Regions from separate parts of the Mus musculus genome. Here region 1 is linked to region 2. Evidence: chromatin contacts called from public Micro-C data. All regions are on one chromosome and are shown on one strand. The core of a region is the stretch at or near the end of the contact, and the rest is flanking DNA. Distances in the headings are between cores, read along the strand shown.

Region 1 (5,834 bases), core at 834-3,333, 200 kb before region 2:
TTTTACCATGGGATCATGTATTCTGAAAGATGTAAATAAGTGCTGAGGATAAAGAGAAGGGAGCAGTTCTCCTTGTCTCACTTCTCTTAGCAATTCTCTTTGTCCCACTTTTTTACATCCTGCCTTTTTCCTAGATCCCTTACCCACCTACCCCCCTTTTTACAAGCCTGTTTCCCCCTTTTTCTCAGAAAGCTTTCATCGGAAACTTTTTACAACTTAGAAATAAATGCTCAAATCACTTTCCAAAGTGTCCCTTTTTTCTTCCTGTGACTTCAACTAGCAGGATGAAAGTTAAAGCTGTGCAGTTCCTGCTGGAGATAGAACAAAGGCCACTTTACTTAATCTCCTCCTGTTTTAGGATGAGGTGCAAAACAGTTGCTCACCTCAGAAGATCTCAGAAGGCAGGTTAGCTACTGAAGCACAGTGACTTATAATTGAGATAGGAAAACGTATTATTATTATATAGTAACCCTAAGTGCCTTCTAAGACCAAATCTTATCACTGCTAATGCTCAAGGAGAGCCAGAACATGAAAGAAGATCTTCCAGGGCTGGCCCTGGGCAGGTTCACAATTGTCTTTAACTCTAGTTCAGGAATTCCATGCCCTCTTCTGCCTCCAAAGGCATCAGATAGAAAACTCACGCATAGACATATATAAACAACATATATATATATATATATATGATACTACCCGAAATAAATCACAAGGACTGTTAATCCCACAAGGCAAGAATAAGACTACTATCACAATTTTTGAGCTAAGCAGGCTTTATTAAATACTGGCCAGGACAAGGGACACTGCCCAAGGCCATATCCAGGAATCCCAGAGTAACAAATTACATTAGTCAGAAGCGTATACAATCAAAACTGACAAGGCTATATACATCCCACTTTTATGTAATCAGGGGCAAGTATACATCCTGACATATTTCCTGCCTACACCTCCCACCTATGTGTGCACATCCTGTGCAGCTGAGACAACCAGCCTTGTTTACAGAAGTGAAAACAAGTGGCTTGTTGTCTTACAGGAGCAACAGCTCCCAGCATTCCAAGAAGCTATCTGTTCTTGCCAAGAGGGGCTTACAGTTTAGAGACATTTCTGTTTTATGCCTAAAGCACACAATAATTTAAACTTAAAATATACCTTTAGCCTTCACAGGACAACTCAGGAGTCAGGATGGGAGGCCATAGAAAAGAGAGAGTAGGATTGGTTTTGAAAATTACCACAAACAATGTTCACATTTGTCAACTGATAATCCATTAATTATATCATATACTTTGGCTTGATGTCCTCGTAAAATAAGGCTAGGACTTATATTACTTAAAAAAAAAAAACCCGTGTTTGAGAAAATACTGATAATGTATGATTTTTGAAATTAAATATAAGCGAACTATTAATATCTATGTGAAAAACAAAATCGTCAGTGCTATCAGAGATCCCGTGAGAAGTCTCTTTAACCCCTGGAGATCTAATTTGGGAAACTCTGATTAGTAATCTCTGATCAATTTGAATGTGTTTTTTTTTTTTTTTTTTTACACAAGTGATGGTAGATGATCCCTGTCTCAGAACGGCTAGACTGACCACAGTCCCGGTTCTAAAGACTCGAACCCTTCACCACCACATGTAAAACTTCTAATTCCAGTCCCTTTTCTCTTAAAGCTCTTCTGCCACACCACTGCTCAACTAAAAGCACCCTATAAAGCCCCAGACTCCTTTTTGGCGATACTGCACTTCCTTCTCTTGGAGGCAGCTGGATTCTAGCCTGAATCTTTCCATTTCCATTAAGTGCCATTAGGTCCCATTTCCAATTCTGGATATCTCTTTATATAAATATACATGAAACCCACGAAACGAAAGCTTATTTGAATGTGAGAGGCTGAAAGTCAAAGGCCCCAAGAAATCAAACCAGACTGCTCATCTGGGTTCCAAAGCCAAGGGCTCCTGCAGTTCCAATGCCAGGGCTCGGCCCGGACCCCTGCTCTACGGCCTCCGGAGCATAGATGGCGCTGTGGTGCGGCTCTTAGAGCCCCGGCGGGAACGCGCACTGGTTGGGCGCGCACCGGGCGAACCGGAAGGAAAGTCCAGCAGCGGGCGTTCGCACGGGACGCCGGAAGTCTCTGAGCCTGGCGGCGTCCGAGCTGAAGCTTCCCCGGCTTCCCAATTGCCCAAGGTCAGGCTCCGCCAGCCCTCGAAGGGGAGGGTTGTGGTTTGCAGAAGATGCTAGGGTAGGTTGCCGGGAAGCCTGCCCGCCGACCACACAAGTTTTCACACTTGTTTATGAAGATTTATACTGAGCTCCGTAGGAGCCTGGGTATCTGACCGCGGTCTGAAAAGCTTTACAGCCTTCAGGTCCTTGCCACAGTGACACTCTTTCCCCAATCCATGAGTGGGGTAAATTACGAGGTGGAAAGTGGGTTTTGTGTGTGGTGTTTTTCTTTTTTCACTTTAAAGTTATATTTTACAGTAAAAACGATAGAGTTTATTTTTTAAAATCTAAGCGATCTCATTTCCCCACTGTGAGACAGGGGGCTGGCTGTCTTGGAACTCGTTCTGTAGACAAAGCTGGCCTGGAGCTCAGAGAGATCCGCCTGCCTCTGCCTCTCTAGTGCTGGGCTTATCTTAGGGTCCTGCGTCTGGTAGTACTTTATAAATGCAAAACACTTTCCTCAAAAATCAGTTTTGGAAAAAGATGCTGATGGAATAGGAGTCCACTACAATGGGAAGAATTGGATTATCCTACCCTAGTAGTGAAAAGGCATCGAAGGTAGGAAGGTTGCACACTATCTGTAGGATGACCGCTATTTTGTTAACATCTTTCCTTTTAAGAATGTTAACAATGTTAAATACACATCTGTAATATTGCAGTGTATAATATCATTCCTTTTATTAAGGTGGAATCAGAGTTGTCACTTACTCAAAAAAAAAAAAAAAAATTCCTTTAGAAGCACCAGAGTTGAGATTAAGCTTACTTAGTTCCCTCAAGCTATAAAGCCCTGATTCTTTCTCAAAGTTTCTCATATTAATCTAAACTATTGAAGGTGTCCTACTCCGGACTTTTACTTTCTTAAGCACTAAAAGAGTATAGTATGTGAAACATAATAACAAGAGTATCTATACTATCGTTGAATGTTTGGTCCATTTGAGGCAGTTCTCTATATATTTGAAAATAGAGTGCTTTTCCTAAACCAGTTCTCATTGTTTATATCTTCATACTTCCCCATACAATATAATATAGGTAGCTATGCCAATCTTGTTCTAGTGAATTTGGTGTGTACAGACACGGATAGTTCATTCGTTCACATGCACACATGTGCAGTATGTGTGTAGAAGCCAGAGGTCAGCCTGATGATGTTCCTCAAGGGCCACGTACCTTGTTTTCTGAGACAGAGTTTCTCACTGGGACCTGGGACTTACTGATCCCAAAGGGCTGACTGGTCAGAGAGCCCCAGAGATGAGCCTGCCTCCCCCACCCCAGCACTGGGAGTTTTATGGACATACCACAGCCTGGGTTTTATATGATGCTGGGGATTGATGCAGGCCCTCAGCACTGCTAATTAGTAACAATATATCGTCTGACAGTTATCAAGTGTTTATATAATGAGCTTCAGTGTTTTCTCCCTCATTGCCCACGAGTCCACCAGTCCAACCTCTTCTTCCCAACAGGCCCCTCTTTCCTCCCTCCCCCCTAACCTCCCTGTGTGCATAAAGTTATCTACCAGAGCAAGAACAGTTTATCAATGGGTATACCACTGAGGGAGATGGCACGTTCTCACTAGTTAACTGCTAATAGTTCCTCAGGGAGGAGTGGGGTCTGGTGCTTATTTTGTGTGAATAAGTATTTGTCTGTGTGTGTATATATATGCACCATGTGCGTGTCTGGTACCCATGGAGGCCAGGAGAGAGCATTGGACCCCTGGAACTAGAATTGCAGGCAGTTGTAGCCACCATGTGGGCTCTGGGAACTGTCCCTAGTCTTCTACAAGGGAAACAAGTATTTTTAACTGCTAGGCTGTCTCTTTAGCCTAACTAGTAAGTTTTCAAGTGTTGCTTCTCAAATATATTGTGGATCATCCCTCTAAATATTAATTTTGGTACAGTAGAGGAGGAAACACATACACACATTAAAAGATGGCTAGCCCTGACTTTGTTTGGACTTCTATATTGTGTCATGATTTCATAGACCTGCTCTTTTGTCTTGAGGTATACCCTTTCCCCGCACAAGGAAGAAAGGCAGAGCAAAATAAAAAACATCCTATTATAGAGCAACATATGACATAAGTGTAGCTTATCATTTTAAACAAGTATGAGAAATTCTGTTCGTGGCATGCCCGCTCATGTTCTTGATCATTAGTAGATAAGAAAGAAGTGTGATGGGAAAGGAAGACAGAAATACAGGCGCTTGGACAGATCGTACAGCTGACAGGGAGAGATAGCTCAGCGGTTAAGAGTACTGACTGCTCTTCCAGAGGTCCTGAGTTCAAATGCCAGCAACCAGATGGTGGCTCACAACCATCCGGAATGAGGTCTGATGCCCTCTTCTGGTCTGAAGACAGCTACAGTGTACTTACATATAATAATAAAATAAATCTTGAGGCCAGAGCGAGCAGGGTTGGAGCCAGCAGGGATCCTGAGTTCAATTCTCAGCAACCATATGATGGCTCACAACCATCTGTACAGCTACAGTGTACTCATATACATAAAATAAATAAATCTTAAAAAAATATTTTGCAAACAGATGCACATGGGTTAATCACCAAATTATTTAAGAGTAGTGCAAAGACAGTGTCCCATCATCCCCACTGTAGTGTGTAGCCTTTAACACAAGAAAGGTACAACTAGAGGTTGGCTAACTGTATGCAAATGAATAAGAGCAAGCTACCTCAGTGACAGATGGCAACAACAAAAGGGCAGAAGCTGAAGAGAGCGAAGGGAATATTTAGGATGTTCAAATGGAAGCTCACCTGAAGGTATCATTTCATTCAAGTGGTAGTGTCAGGATAAGTTATTGCTGTGCCTTGAACTTGTGGTTAGTTCTGCAGCTTTTCAGAATGGAACTTAGGTTTAGTTCTAGACTCCTTGAAAAGAGCCAGTGAACTTCTCCTTCTAGATTACAAGTTCACTCGTTGCAGTTGCAGTTTGTTTTCTCACACAGTACTTACTGGTAATTTAGATGTGAAGAAAGAACCAAGACTACATTCTTCCTACACATGCAAAGTTCTGTGGAGCAAAGAGACAGACAAGGACTTTCTCTTATATGAAAAGCTTTTGTTCTTTCTTTCTAAGATTTATTTCATTATTTATTATATATTAAATATTTATTTTATGTATGTGTGTATTTATTTTATATATTATTTTATACATTGTTGCTGTCTTCAGACACACCAGAAGAGGGCATCGGATCTCATTACAACTATGTGGTTGCTGGGAATTGAATTCAAGACCTCTGGAAGAGCAGTCAGTGCTCTTAAACTCTCCTCTTTGATCTTTTGTTGTTGTTGTTGTTTTGTTTTGTTTTTGTTTTTAATAGCAAGCTTCAAATCAAAGTTTAATTCACACAATAAAAATTCACTTTTCAAACCAGGTAGGGGAAAACTCAAATTTTAGAGGAGGAAAAAAAATGAGCGCTTATACAACCATTCACATGGTTGCTGAGATCCAGTGGTCAATAAAGTCATCTGTATAGGAAATGGTAGAAAGCAGGGATGGTTCCTGTGAGAGCTTCAAGCTTCATCTACAGGAAGACAGCACTCAGTGGGAGTATTTGAATAGGTTCTGCCCTCAGTTGCTGACCATCACTGGTGTCCCAAATTAAGGATCTAAAGTGGTGGCTCTCA
Region 2 (6,290 bases), core at 3,336-5,835:
CTAGGTAGCATAACCATTTATTGCTGAGTGGATAGGATTGATTTTATTTGAAGATTTATTATTTATTACTAATCTAGCACCAATACTAAATTACAGTGTCAGTTCTTATGTGTGTAAAATACAGCCAGATTGGGTACTAAACAATTGTCTGGACTGTATCCTAAATTTGATTTGCCAAGTTTTCATGAATTACGAAGAGTAACTTGTAGTTCTAAATCCTCATCAGTTTTCTAGAGAGTATGTATCAATGAAGTCATTTTTAAATTTTATTTTACTACCATGCATATTATTATTCTGTGATTTTTTTTTAGGAGAAAACTCAATCATTGCTGGAAGACCTGCATGTTTACCATATCAATTACTTCCTTGTCTTGAGATGTCTTCATAATTTTACCTCTTCTCTTCCCAAGTACCCACTGGGTCGACAGGTAAGTAAAATGTCCTCCTTGGGAGTCAACAAAGTCAGAATAATAGTACTTTCTTGTTTTGATTTCTCGATTGCTCAGGCATCAGACTTTGAGATGAAGCCAGCTCTTACAGTAAGAACAATCCATTCCAGCTGTTCACGTTACTAATAATAGAAAATGGCTTTGTTCTGAAAGTTAGAGCTGGAAATAGCCACGTGAATCCCAGTGCATTGTCTCCTCTGTACTTGTGCTGTAGTGTATAGCCTTGCGAATTTGGGTCTCTCTGTCTGTCCTGTGCATAGGGAGAGCTAGTTCTCTACCCCTGGGGAAATGGGAGATGGAGACTGTTTGAAAGTATTTGGTGGTTAATTTTACATTGTACCAAGAGTTAAAACAAACACAGTACTTCTGCTCTTTGCAAAATTATGCTGACGTGACCTTTTTATTATATCCCTAACCTACGAGCCCTGTGTGGGAGGCATGTGGATGGGAGAATAATTAATCCCCAGATCCTTAGATCAGATTAGAGATTGACTAGAACAATGGCCTGTGTGAGGTTCTGCTAACTTAGCTATTAAACTTTCAATCAGTTGTTTATTCCATCTCTAATGATACTTTAATTGCATCAACATGATGATTTTGCACAACTAGTAGCCTATAAACTTGGTATGTGGTTTTTATTTCTCATAAATCATATCCTACATTTCTAGATTAGGGAGCTGTATTGCACATGTTTAGAAAAGAAGATATGGGATTCGGAGGAGTACAAGTCAGCCTTGCAGCTGCTGAGGTAACTTCTGTTGTTCTTTTTTGTGTGTCTGCTTTAAGCCTGCCAGTATCACCTTCCTCCAGAACTCCTGTCTGCCCAAAAGCTTCCTGTGTAGCCTGTATGTAAGAATATTTAAACACCTTTTGAATTGATGCGTGCAGTCTCTAGTGGTGTTGATGCAGCAACCATCTATTTCTTAATGCCGTCTGTGCTTCCAGGGCACCTTCTCAGCACACAGCACGTGACAGGTGACTAGCATAGTGAGCTCTACATTCGGCCCTGAAGTTGCTCATATGATATAATTAGAAAACATTTTAATCTATTGATTTTGGGCCAAATGTAACCAAACTATCATTGTAAAAAGACTTCAGTTGTTTAGAGCCCTGCTTCCCCCACCCCACCCTCTCTTTTTTTTTCTGTTTTTTAAAATTTGGCTGTTTAGTGCATACCCAGCTCTGAGACCTCTTGTTTACCTTCATCACTTGAATGTGTCTGATTTGCACTCTTATTTTTTAACATTTTCTTCTCAGGGATCTAGGACCCAATTTTTTTGTGATACAGGGTAACAACTGATCTTAGCTGCTTTGGAGCCAAACTGAGACAGTGAAAGAACTTTAGGGTTCACAGTAAGGGAAAGTGGGGATGCATAGTGTTACTTGAGGTAGAAGGAGGCCATGGTGTCAAGGGGTCAAGTGTTGGCAGCCTTTAGTTAGATTTATAAAGTTTTAGGCATTGGAATCTGGAAGACATCAATCGTGAATGAACAGAAAGACAGAGATTTAGGGAGTGCTCAAGGAAGGCTTTGATTGTTTGGCATAGATTCCTATCTGAATTTAATTTTGGGTTCTCTTGTGAAGAAAAAGTTAAAGTACTCAACTGGTTTACTCTTTCAGTAGGTATCTCCTGGTTCTCATTTTCAGTATTTCCTGGAAAATAGATTAATCTTCAACAAGGGGACTCAGTAACATTCTGAAATCTCACATATGTGATAAACCTTGCAAAACTGTTTAATGGTTGTGGCTGTACTTTGCTATTGCATTTTAAGACCATGTAGGTATCCATTATTTTGAAAGTCATCAGTCTCCTTGAGTCCTTCCTGTAGGTATGGGTCACCGCCATGGAAATCCCTGTTGACCATGTAGCTGCCTGTGGAAGCATCTGGGGCATGCCCGTTTCCACCAACTCTCTTCCCTAGGGGACGTATACTGGCTGGAGCCCAGCCTTTGGAGATTTCATGGCCTCTGTTCAGGACAAACAACTTACCCAAGGAGTCCCTTTAAGAGAAAGGGACACACATTTACTGTGGTTTTGGGCCCTCTTAGCCTTGTTGCTGTTGGCCTCCAAGGTTTGGGTGCTGAACTCAGAAAGAAGGTCTTGCCAGTCTTGTAATTTTCACTTTCCAATCTGACTGAGTTTCCCTAAGTGATTAAAAGCTAACAAGTTAGGGACTGGAGAGGGGCCTCAGTGCTTGCTGCTCTTGGAGAGGACCTGGGTTCAGACCTCATTGTGGCTGGAAGCTCACTGGTGAGCTAGCTTAGCCCAAAACCTCAGGGTTTGGGTTCAGTGAGAGACCCTGTCTCCAAAACTAAGGTGGAGGGCTGGCTTTTCAGTTGGCTCCACACACATCGCAGCTTGAGCAAGTCATTGATAGCCATATAAAGGAGAGACCTGACATTCACAAGTTGTCCTGTGGCCTCCACACGTGCTGTAACATTCTTGTGCACACACATGTGCACTAACACAAACACACCTAAGTAACGGAGACTTAAAAAAGGGTGTGGAGCTGGAGCAATAGGGAGGACCCCTGCTGTCATCCCTTGCATGTATCCTACATACATACACATGGGTACTTCTACCCACACACTCATGTGCATTGTCTTAGGCACTGTTCTGTTGCTGTGAAGAAATACCAAGGCCATGACAACTCTTATGAAATAGAGCATTTATCTGGGGGCTTGTCACAGTTGCAGAGGTTGATCATTATCCTCTTGTGGGGAGAGGAGAAGGCATAGCAGCAGGTGAGGCAGCAGGAGCTGAGGGCTACATGCTAGTCCCTAGGCAGAGGAGAGGCAGAGATCATGACAGAGAGCACCAGTACACTTGGCACACACAGGCAAGTGCCTCGGTCTGGCATGTGCTTTGGAAACCTCAAAACCCACCCCCCAGTGACACACTTTCTCCAAGGAGGCCACACCTCCTGATCCTTACAATTCTTTTAGAATTCTACTCGGTGACTAAGTGTTCAAATATATGAGCCGTGGGGGGTGGGGGTGGGGCATTGTATTTAAAGTCACCGTGTGCATTCTCCTCACGCATGCAGATAGCAGTCACTTCCATAGTGAGAAAGGGAACCAAAATGAGAGGTAGGTTTTTATCAAGGTTTAAACTTTCCTCAGTAGGTACAAATGTGGAGGTAAACACAGTATTCAGTTATTTTCCTTTTGAGATAATGCCTCCTTGGGTAGCAGAGGCCCGGCCTTGAACTCAGAATCCTTATGCCTCTGGCAGTGTACATGCCACACCTAGCAACCGGAACTTGTTAGAAAGAAGTCTGTTAACTAGATTTATTTTTAGTCCTCATTCCCTGCATGCCCTGAAGAACAGACGGGCACCGTAGGACGTTACTTACTTTTTGTTGCTGTGATAAATCACCATGACCAAGGCAGTGTATAGAAGGGAGCTGCGGGGGTTTACTTTGTGGTGGTAGCAGGCAGCACTGCAGCAGGTGGCAGGCTTCTGGAATGTCTTAGTCAGGGTTTTTGGGGAGGAAAGGGTTTATTCGGCTTACACTTCCACATTGCTGTTGATCACCAAAGGAAGTCAGGACTGGAACTCAAGCAGGTCAGGAAGCAGAAGCTGATGCAGAGGCCATGGAGGGATGTTCTTTATTGGCTTGCCTCACCTGGCTTGCTCAGCCTGCTCTCTTATCACCACCCACAAGGGGCCTTTCCCCCCTTGATCACTAATTGAGAAAATGCCTTTCAGTTGGATCTCATGGAGGCATTTCCTCAACTGAAGCTCCTTTCTCTGTGATAACTCCAGCTGTGTCAAGTTGACACAAAACTAGCCAGTACATGGAACCACAAGGATTACAGAGCTGGCCTCCAGCTTCCGGTGCTGTGTTGTCTCCAGCAAGGCTGCACTTCCTCTGCCTCCCCAGACAGCACCACTACCTGATACTCAAATGTGCAAACACATGAACATACAGGGGACATTCTTACTCAAGCTGACCCAAATTCTAAAAACTGGAATACAATTATTAGTGATTTAGGTGCACTGTAACTATGAAACTGAAATTTCTTACTATATGGAAAATAAATCCCCAAAGAAATTTGATTTTCACTGAAAAGTTTTGTTTCTGAGGCAGGCTTTGTACTCCTTGCTGGTCTAGCTAAGAGGATTTAGTCCAGCCATGAGTCACTGCAGTTCCTCCCCAGTGCTGGGGTTACAGGTGCATGACACCATGCTCAGACCTTTTTTCCCCATTTTAAAAATGTCATTAAATTGTTTTTGTGTGTTTATAAATTTAGAATAGAAGGTTTCTGAGACTTTGCTAGTCCAGGATGGCACTGAGGTAAGCTGGTATTGCTAGGGAGTAAGCAAGTTTACCCCAAGTCACCTCTCCAGCACCCCGGGCAATTGATGCCTTGTGTTATAACTTTATTATTGGAATCTGTCATCCCTCTCCTCTTAGGTAGTCCCAAATTCATAAATTCATTGATGTGGAAAAAACTTACTCATAAAATTTCGGGTTTAGTAATCTGGTTGGAGCCCATAAATGTCAATCCAGTAGGGTACAGTTCCTGGACTATAGAAGTAATGCTGATAACAGGAACTGCCTTTTATTGAGCGAGCGCTTGCTGTGTGCCAGTACTATCGTAGGCACCCTGAGCACATTTTGCAGTCCAGTGCAGCACACCTTTCCGGCAGGTTAGTTAGCCACGTTTTCCCTGGGAATCTGAACCATAGAAAGGGACTAAGGGACTTGCATGAGATTGTTTCACTGCTAATAGGTTCATAATTCAGACTAAAAGGCGCGCGTACCTTCAAAATTTATTTGCCTAGATCTAAAGTGGAAGTTGGGGCTATAAATAAAGCAAAACCAATAAATACCAAGTATAGTTTCCATGTTTTTATTAAGCTGAGCTCAACAGCGCTGAGGATCAGACATAGCAGTTCTAACAAGGACTGGTACACTGGGGCCACCACCAAAGACACGTGATGGAGAAGCTTGCAGCTTCGCAGCAAATGTCTCCCTCCTGTAGACTCATAAGGCATGTACAAAACATCAGAGACAGTTTCTGCTGTTTGTATAAAGTCTGAAAAACAGCCTTTCCTAGTTGGCAGAACAGGAGCGTAAATGTAAATCTTCAAAATCTAGCATATTTTCTTTTGCATTCCAAACAGAAATGTATCTCATTTAGGTATGTCTTCCACGCTCAGAGGTTCTAAACGGTTTCAAAATGAGCCAGGAGTAATAGCTTCTGTGGCCTCCAACACCTCACTCACCACGACCATCTCAGCACATAGTACAGACAGAAAAACGAAACACTGTTCAGTCTACATGTCCTAAGTGCGTTGTTAGGAGCTTACTGCAAAACAAACTCATACATTGAAGTTGTCATGGATTCGACTCTCAATGTGGAATTCTAGGTCTGAATTTGGTGCTTAATTTCTTGTTGGCACCTAGGGGCGGGGGCATGTATGTGGAAGTCAGAGGACGACTCTCTGGGTAGTTTTCTCCTTCTACTATGTGAGTTTGCAGGGATCAAACTCAGGTTATAAAGTGCCGCCATTTCCCTGGCTCCTTTCACTGGCTCCGGCTGTTGACATAAGTCCTGTCTTAGTTAAGTTCCTCTTGCTGGGATGAAACACTATTACCAAAAGTAACTTGATGAGGTGCGCTAGTTTTCTACTTGTGCTACATGGCCTGTCCCTGTCTGTCTAGAATGCTGGCAAAGGATGAACTGGTGAGCATACTTCAGCGCTGTATTGAGGTTTTAGATTCCTCTACTGAAAAGCAGCTTGGCAACACAACACAGAAAATAAAGGATTTCCTGACCCAGTTTCAGAACCTCGATGGTAAGTGTAATATCCCGCCCTGCCAGTCCTTT

Evidence for each region. A called contact is a pair of places that touch in the nucleus more often than the background predicts.
Region 1: a Micro-C map of embryonic stem cells shows a contact between it and region 2, with 5 times the contacts expected there. The contact joins the promoter of Smim8 here to the enhancer-like site in region 2. A contact is called at or near these places in 2 of 39 promoter capture datasets (embryonic stem cells and pre-B cells), 3 of 484 Hi-C or Micro-C datasets (cardiomyocytes and embryonic stem cells), 3 of 115 datasets of contacts at active chromatin or transcription factors (embryonic stem cells and memory CD8 T cells) and 2 of 9 other capture datasets (adipose tissue and liver).

Annotation. Positions count from the first base shown.
Region 1 is chr4:34,774,615-34,780,448 of GRCm38.p6, reverse strand. Smim8 (small integral membrane protein 8) reads left to right here and starts at 2,083. Exons shown (of 3, transcript NM_001330757.1): 1 at 2,083-2,170.
Region 2 is chr4:34,579,711-34,586,000 of GRCm38.p6, reverse strand. Orc3 (origin recognition complex, subunit 3) reads left to right here. Exons shown (of 20, transcript NM_015824.4): 12 at 312-428; 13 at 1,118-1,197; 14 at 6,125-6,258. Among named protein-coding and RNA genes, the nearest start is that of Orc3, 32 kb to the left of the region's middle. Within about 2 kb of position 4,585, at least 50 of the 459 cell types and tissues checked have an H3K27ac peak or open chromatin away from gene starts, as enhancers often do. A contact at or near this core is called in embryonic stem cells and memory CD8 T cells, where this site is marked.